2 separate regions of the Mus musculus genome follow, and region 1 is linked to region 2. A link is a contact called in public ChIA-PET data. All regions are on one chromosome and are shown on one strand. The core of a region is the stretch at or near the end of the contact, and the rest is flanking DNA. Distances in the headings are between cores, read along the strand shown. Region 1 holds the start of Rhoc (ras homolog family member C). Region 2 overlaps Lrig2 (leucine-rich repeats and immunoglobulin-like domains 2).

The links. ChIA-PET counts read pairs in DNA pulled down with a chosen protein or histone mark.
Region 1: an RNA polymerase II ChIA-PET map of memory CD8 T cells shows a contact between it and region 2, with 15 read pairs. The contact joins the promoter of Rhoc here to the enhancer-like site in region 2. A contact is called at or near these places in 3 of 115 datasets of contacts at active chromatin or transcription factors (large pre-B cells, memory CD8 T cells and neural tube).

The regions. Positions count from the first base shown.
Region 1 is chr3:104,787,629-104,791,223 of GRCm38.p6, reverse strand. Rhoc (ras homolog family member C) reads right to left here and starts at 2,190. Exons shown (of 5, transcript NM_007484.2): 1 at 2,141-2,190.
Region 2 is chr3:104,464,733-104,468,662 of GRCm38.p6, reverse strand. Lrig2 (leucine-rich repeats and immunoglobulin-like domains 2) reads left to right here. Exons shown (of 18, transcript NM_001025067.2): 12 at 15-178; 13 at 1,300-1,620; 14 at 2,895-3,176. Among named protein-coding and RNA genes, the nearest start is that of Lrig2, 45 kb to the left of the region's middle. Within about 2 kb of position 2,357, at least 11 of the 459 cell types and tissues checked have an H3K27ac peak or open chromatin away from gene starts, as enhancers often do. A contact at or near this core is called in memory CD8 T cells, where this site is marked.

The sequences.
Region 1 (3,595 bases), core at 941-3,440, 320 kb before region 2:
TCCCCACCACCACCACCACCCATCCCCTTTTCTGGGCCTGGCAGCAACACTGGGTCACTCAGCCCCTGACAGGGGACAATGACCACACTGTGGGGAGCCACACATCTATCACAGCATTGCTGTGACGGAGCTAAACCCACTCGGGAATCACCTCCACCCACTCTCTGGAACAGCCCCTTCCTCCTTGTGACCAGCTGACCCTTAGGCCCAGCAGACACCTCCCTGTGACTCAAGATAAGGAAGGAGTCAGCTTCTCAGAGTTTATATGTGTCCTACACCCCAGCACACGTGAACGAGCAGTTCAGACCACAGGGAGCTGACCGGGTCAGTGAGGTCTCCAGACCTACACAGCCTGGCAAGGATCATGCCAGACAGAGTAGAGATGAAGCGAAGGCTGTGGGGGAGGGAACCAGAGCCTGGGCTGGGAGGAGCCTCCAAAGAAAGGACTAGTGAGGATCAGTCTAAGCTTTTGACCAGGCAGGGAGCAGTTAAGAAGGGCACAGTAACCTGAGCTCAGCCCCAAACTTGGCTTTGCCTTTCAGTCCCACATCCTGTCTGGCTCTGCTCAACTCTTAGCTCCCTACAAACCACCTCAAACCCTGGCCTGTGCCTGCCTTTTAGGAAGCAGAGTACTCCAGCCCCAGGCTGATTCTTTTCAGCATCAGGCGCCTGGGTGGTTCCTCCCTCCCCTACACCTACACACACACACACACACACACACACACACAAAACTGGGATGTGAGGAAAGAGGACATGAGTCACAGAGAATTTATAGGAGTTGCGTATGCACAGCCACACTTACCACCCCCCATCTCAAGGGGCTTTCCCTGGTACCCCCGAAAGACTGGGAAGAAGGCATTCGCTATGCTGCATATCTCCTTCAAAAATGAGGTCTGAGAGGTATATCCAGGTAACCCACAGGATTTCCTCCAACTTCCCCACCTACTCCCATTAATTCAACCAGTCTAGCTGTACACAGGCTGGCGGGGACAGCCCCAAGCCAGGGTGGGCAGTGTGGATGGAGCGTGATCCCTAGGACACTTAAACACTAGTCACATCCCCATGCGTGAGCCCCGGCTGTCCCACAGCAGCAAGGCGGCTGAGCATCTGATGGTGGGAGGCAGAGGCCGGAACTTCGTGGCTGTGTTAGAGCCTCCAGCTCCGAAGACTTTGCATCTAGGCTCTGCTTAGGCCAGAATAATTGGGGACTCAGGCCAAGCCGGGACATTAGGCCGAAGGCCAACATGGCATGGATGGCCTGGCTAACACTCCCTGTGAAAGGCGGCTCCAGCGGAACTGCCCCACTAACCCTAAGAGAGACAACGAAAACTTCACCCAGGGCCGGGAGAGGGGTCTGGAACTTCTGGGACCTTCCCTAGGACAAGCCACTAGCCTTCCTTATTCTCTTGATTTCCCAGGTGATCCAACAGGCCTTTGTACTCTGCTCCCCCCGAGATCTAGGCGAGGAATCACTCTTCGGGCAACACCTTTTCCTTAACTTTAAAGCCAGAAGTCAAGGAAGAGCTGGACTCCAGCTTTCAGCCCAATTCCCTAACACTCCCTAACTTCCCAAGAGGGTACGAGGAAGAGTTGGGGATTGGGGTGTTTTGTTCTTCCCCACCCCCCTTCACTCTCAGACACATATACACAACACAGGAGCGGGATCTTTCCTAGTCTTCTCAACCTCTCAGCTCAGATCAGCTCCAAAACCCGTCTAGGGCGGCGTCCAGACCCGCCAAGCAGTAGCAGCCTCCAGTGGTCACATCCCATCCCTATTCCCGCCATTCCCCATCCCAGGCCAGAACTCCCACCCCTAGCCAGCCTGAGGCCCTGTTTCTTACTCCCTGCCCGGAACTGGAGCGTCTGGGTTGAGTCGCTCACGGAGATCTAAGTGTGTCCCTGGCCCAGCTAGGGAGGTCCAGAAAGGAAAGACTCAGAAAGGGAAGGACTCTGGGCTCTGGTTCGAGAGCTTGGAAGGCTAGAGCGCCTGGCCCACAGCTTGGGGCGCTCTCTCTTGCCTGGCCCGGAACACCCCCCGCCCCCCAAGCCGCTCCCGGAGCGATCCGGGAATCGGGAAAGTGCTCTCCTCCGAGGTCAGTTCCCACGACGCCTCGCCACCCACCAGCTGGGGCCCCGGTACCTTGGGCTCCACCGCCTCCAGCTGCGCGGCCAGTGCCGGAGGCTGAGACTGACCCGGGCCCCGCCCCACTCTCCAGCACCGCTCTGGGGCGGGTCCATCAAGGGAAGGGGGGGGGGGTCGACGGGGGCGGCCCTTAGCTTGGCCCGCCTCCGCTCCCGGCCCCGGGCGGCCGCAGGTCACCCCGGCTGAGGACCCGGCAAGGGGCGTAGGGCTGGCTGGAGCTGGAGGAACTGTGCCCGGAGATGTCTGGATTGCTGGGTGGTGAGCGGGCGGGTGGGACCCCGGATAACTCGGCCTCTGCCCCACTTCCAACCCGTGGGGGGCGGACCAGCTTCGGGAAAGTTGAGCGGCTTCCAGGGTGGGGTCAGCGAGGGCCACTGCTGCCCTCGCGTGGCCATCCAGACCTCGAAGCTCCAGTATTTCCTACACCCTACCCGTGACCGAGGGGATGGGTTATACAGAAGCTGCCCACTCTCTTATCCAGGAATCACTGCAGTAAGTGCAACGTGACGCTATCCAGAGCCCTGGAGACCTTTTGTGATCTGCAGTCCCCAGCCACCATCGCCTTAAAAGTCCCTTCCTTCCTTCGCTGGGAATTTCCCGACGTCCTGTTAAGAGCACACTCCTGGAAGTGCTGCCGTGTCCTCAGCTGGAAACTGACCTCACACTCCTATTGTATTGTTGTGCTGTTGATCCCAATCTGAGGTGTTACTTACCTGATCCTGTATCTCCTTCCTTATAAAGAGCCAAAGAAATGGGTGTATAAGGAAATCTACCAATGCTTTATTTACTAGTGCTGGATACTTTAAACACACAGGTCTCTAACTCTGGAATAAGTTCACCCATACCCGTTCCCTTTTGCCTGTAAAGAAAATGAAGCCCAGAGAAGTGGTTTCTCACTATTTGTGACAGCAGGAATTTCCAGTGAGGTGAGCCACGATGACACACAAGAAGCAAAGGCAGATGGATCTCTATGAGTTAATTCCAGGCCATCCTGGGCTACAAAAACTAAATCAGTCAAATTTACAAGCAGGCCTGTGAGGCACCCAGGCAGGTGCTGGCTGCCTGCTGCCTGCCATGCTCCCCCTCCTACCTGCCCTCTGTACCATTCAACCAAACTCTGCTCGTCATAGGTTTCAACAAGTATTTCCCAGAATAAATGTATGTCATATGGAGTCTACTGCAGGTGCAGCTGGCCGGGTGGTTCATGCCTGTCATCTCAGCACTCCCGAGGGGGCAGAGTTACCACAAATTCCAGGCCAACATAGGCTGTGGAGTGAAGCTGTCTCAAATCCAGGCAGACAACATACGTAGACACTCACTCAGGATTGGAAGCATGGACCATACATTTGATAAATCATATAACTGAGGTGAAGGGTGTTTTGTCCACCAGGCCTCTGAATTCATTCAGTAAACATTGGTTGAATGTGAACTGAAAACTATGTACTAACCATG
Region 2 (3,930 bases), core at 1,108-3,607:
TTTTCCTTCTGTAGTGTTCTGAACACAAGCAGTTTGCTCTGCGATTGTCATTTGAAGTGGTTACTTCAGTGGCTGGTGGATAACAATTTCCATCATTCTGTGAATGTAAGCTGTGCACATCCTGAATGGTTAGCGGGGCAAAGCATCTTGAATGTGGACCTGAAAGATTTTGTCTGTGGTTTGTATTTCTGTTTCAAATTTTAAAATTTTCTCTTAACTATTGTAACAACAAAATAAAGAGGATTACATTACAGACCAGGTTGTCCTGGAACTTTGATCTGCCTGTGTCTGCTTCAAGTACTGAGAGTAATGATGTGTGCTACCACACTGGCTCATACTATTTTTTTTTTATACTATTCCAATTACTTTTTAAGGCACAAAGTAATGTTACTAAATGAAGATACTGGTTTAGAATTTCTGTAGCAGCCTCTCTCAATCCATAGCGTTTTTATTTATGAATTCATCGTGCACTAGGCAGTCTTAAACCAGTTTTCACTTGTGTTTATGTATCCTGCTTGTATTCTTCACTATTTTAGTGTTGAAGCTATGTACAAAGTACTTTCAAGTCATGTATTTATTAGTATTCTCCATGAAAAAAAAATAAGTTTATATTCTCATTTTCTGTATTATATAGAAAGGATAATAGTTGTAAACATTTTATATATGTAGCATTATAGGACATAAATATATATGACATGATAGCATTAGAACTTACCTTGAAATTCTTATAGAAGGTTTCTCTCCATCACCCACTGGTAATGCATAGTAAACATGGAAGAGTCCTGAGGGATGGTGGAAGAGCACTAGGTGCTGAGGTCCAGAACCTGAGTTCTAGCACACCTTCTGTCACTGCCTGATGCCTTTGAGCAAGCTATTTGACTTCTGGAGTTCATCTTCCTCAGCTTTAAGCAAGAGATTAGACTCCAGCTCTAGAATCTCCTTCAATCTTAACATAGCTCCTGGGGCTGAAACATACATGGCTGGAGAGATGGCTCAGCGGGTAAGAGCACTGACTGCTCTTCCTGAGTTCAATTCCCAGCAACCACATGGTGGTTCACAACCATCTGTAATGGGATCTGATGCCCTCTTCTGGTGTATACTGCTACAGTGTACTCATATACATTAAGTAAATAAGTAAATCTTAAAGAAAGAGAGAGAGGGAGGGAGGGAGGGAGGGAGAGAGAGAGAGAGAGAGAGAGAGAGAGAGAGAAGTTTACAGTGTTACAGTCTTTGTTGTAAAATCAGGTTTGAGGTAAAATATGTAACTGACTTGGCCACTGTTGCATTTATTCCCTTTAGATGATTTTCTGAAGCCTCAGATAAGGACACACCCTGAAAGCACAATTGCATTAAGAGGTGTTAATGTGACACTGACGTGCACTGCAGTGAGCAGCAGCGATTCACCCATGTCCACCATATGGCGCAAGGACAGTGAGATCCTGTATGATGTGGATATTGAGAATTTTGTTCGTTATCGGCAGCAGGATGGAGAAGCTCTAGAATATACTAGTGTCTTGCGCCTCTTCAGTGTGAACTTCACAGATGAAGGGAAATACCAGTGCATTGTTACTAATCACTTTGGTTCTAATTATTCTCAGAAAGCCAAATTGACTGTAAATGGTAAGGAATTGTGCTACTGGACTTTTAAAATGCTTTTTTTTTTTTAATGTATTTCTAGAATAATCACCATGCCTGTCTGGCTATGCTGTTGGGAAAAAGTACTTTGAAGTATTTTTTACATCTAAATTATGTCTCAATTATAAATCATTTTAGATGTAAATTGACAAGAAAATTGGATCATACCCCAGGTTTGGAGGGAGCCCTTAGTGTTACTTTCTCGTGACTGTGGCACATGGAAGGGGTGCACTTGTGCCCACTGGCCTGCATTCTCCTTTGCCCTAGGAGATACTTGACTTCCTTTTCTGTTTGTTAAAAGACAGTCTTTTGTGGTCTCAGTTTCTTTCCAAAACCACAATTCTCAGAAAAGTATGATTTCCTTTCTCTCATACTGTTTACACTTGAGGGTGTTTAGGACATCTCTGGGTCTAGTCGTGTCTGTAGCTCTCTGGATATAGCCAAAATCATTTTGAAAATAAAGCTCTCCTGGTAGTTGTAAAACCTTTTCTAAAGCAGCTTGGTCTGTCTGTTACTGTGAGATTGAGTAACTCCTGTGCTACAGCAGAGCAATGTACGTGTGCCCTGTGCCTGTGTTTCTTTTTTTTTTTTTAACATTTCTAGCTCTGTTTTCTTTTTTTAAGATTTTATCTTATTGTTTTGTGGGTATTAGTGGTTTACCTTCATTTATGTTTGCACCACATGCATGCCTGGTACCCACAAAGGCCTACAGAGGGCATTGGATCTCCCAGGACTGAAGTATCAGACAGTTGTAAGCTGCCCTGTGGGTGCTGGGAGTTGGACCTGAGTCCCGCAAGAGCAACACCTGCTCTTAACCACTGAGACAACGCTTCAGCTGTACAACCCACTCTGATGTTTCCTAAATCAGGTTTAAAAAAAACATAATTAAAGAAACAAAACAAAAACGGGTTCTATTAACATCTGCTCTTGTTAGATTGGGAAGCATCACTTGATTGTCCTAAGTGAAAGAGGAATAATAAGCACCGAATTCTAAACTGTCATTCAAAAAAGCTTTTGGTTTTCTGATTTCCTTCTTTCCATCAGCATGGTGAATGGGTATGGCTTGTATTCTAGAAGTATTACTTTTCTGCACATACTGATGGGCTGGTAGGAAAGACTGTTGCCAACGCTGTGTTGTCAGTTCAGAGAATATGGTTTCTCAAAGAAATAGTGCATTTTACATCAGAATTCTGCCTGCTAGATTTGTGTCCATGTGTGTTTTCCTTTTGCCTACTTTCTCTGTACTGTTTTTGGAACAGAGATGCCGTCTTTTTTGAAAACTCCAATGGATCTAACTATTCGCACTGGTGCCATGGCAAGATTAGAATGTGCTGCAGAGGGGCACCCTACACCTCAGATTTCCTGGCAGAAGGATGGTGGCACTGATTTTCCTGCAGCCCGAGAAAGACGCATGCATGTCATGCCTGAGGATGATGTCTTCTTCATTGCCAATGTGAAGATAGAAGATATGGGAATCTATAGCTGCATGGCACAGAATATAGCAGGAGGCCTCTCAGCAAACGCCTCACTCACAGTGTTAGGTATGCTTTCTTTGTTAGGACTGCTGTTTACTGGAGCCTCTGAGACCTATGCATGGCTTAGAAAGGCAAGAAAAACAATTTGGAGGTTTTGGTTATTTTTTTTCCTTCCAAGTCAGGGTTTCTCTGCGTAGCCTCAGCTGTCCTAGAACTCACTCTGTAGATCAGGCTGGCCCTGAACTCAAAGACCCGCCTACATCTGCCTCCCAAGTACTGGGATTAAGTCTTGTGCCACCACCATCAGGCTTATGTTGTTGTTCTTATTTTTGTACTTTAGTCAGGGTATGTCAGCTGAAGGTGTTAGTGGGTTAAGTGACATACATCTTAGAACATTCCCAGGGCATAGATCTTTATAACAAGCTCCGGATCCCTTATTCTTTTAAGTTTCCCCTGTAACATTTTAATTCATATGTGTTTTCTAAGTGCTGGGATTATAACTGTGTGCCTTGTTATTCTTAGTTAAAACATGGTTCTTTATGTAACTCAACCCAAGGCAAATTATGCTGTCCAGGTCTCTGTTTTCTTAGACATCAGAGTTTTATAGGGCCATCTTCTCTTCCTCCTTTTCTTCCAACTTTTCTTATTCTTCATCTTCCTCTTCTTCCTCTTCCTCCTCTTCCTCTTCCTCCTCTTCTTCTTCCTCCTCCTCTCTCTCTCTTCTTTTTTAAAGATAGAGTCTCTCTATGATCCAGGTTGGCCTGGAGAACCCATGTCTTACAGGTGAGCCACTCTGACCTGGCTGTCAAAAACCTTTAAA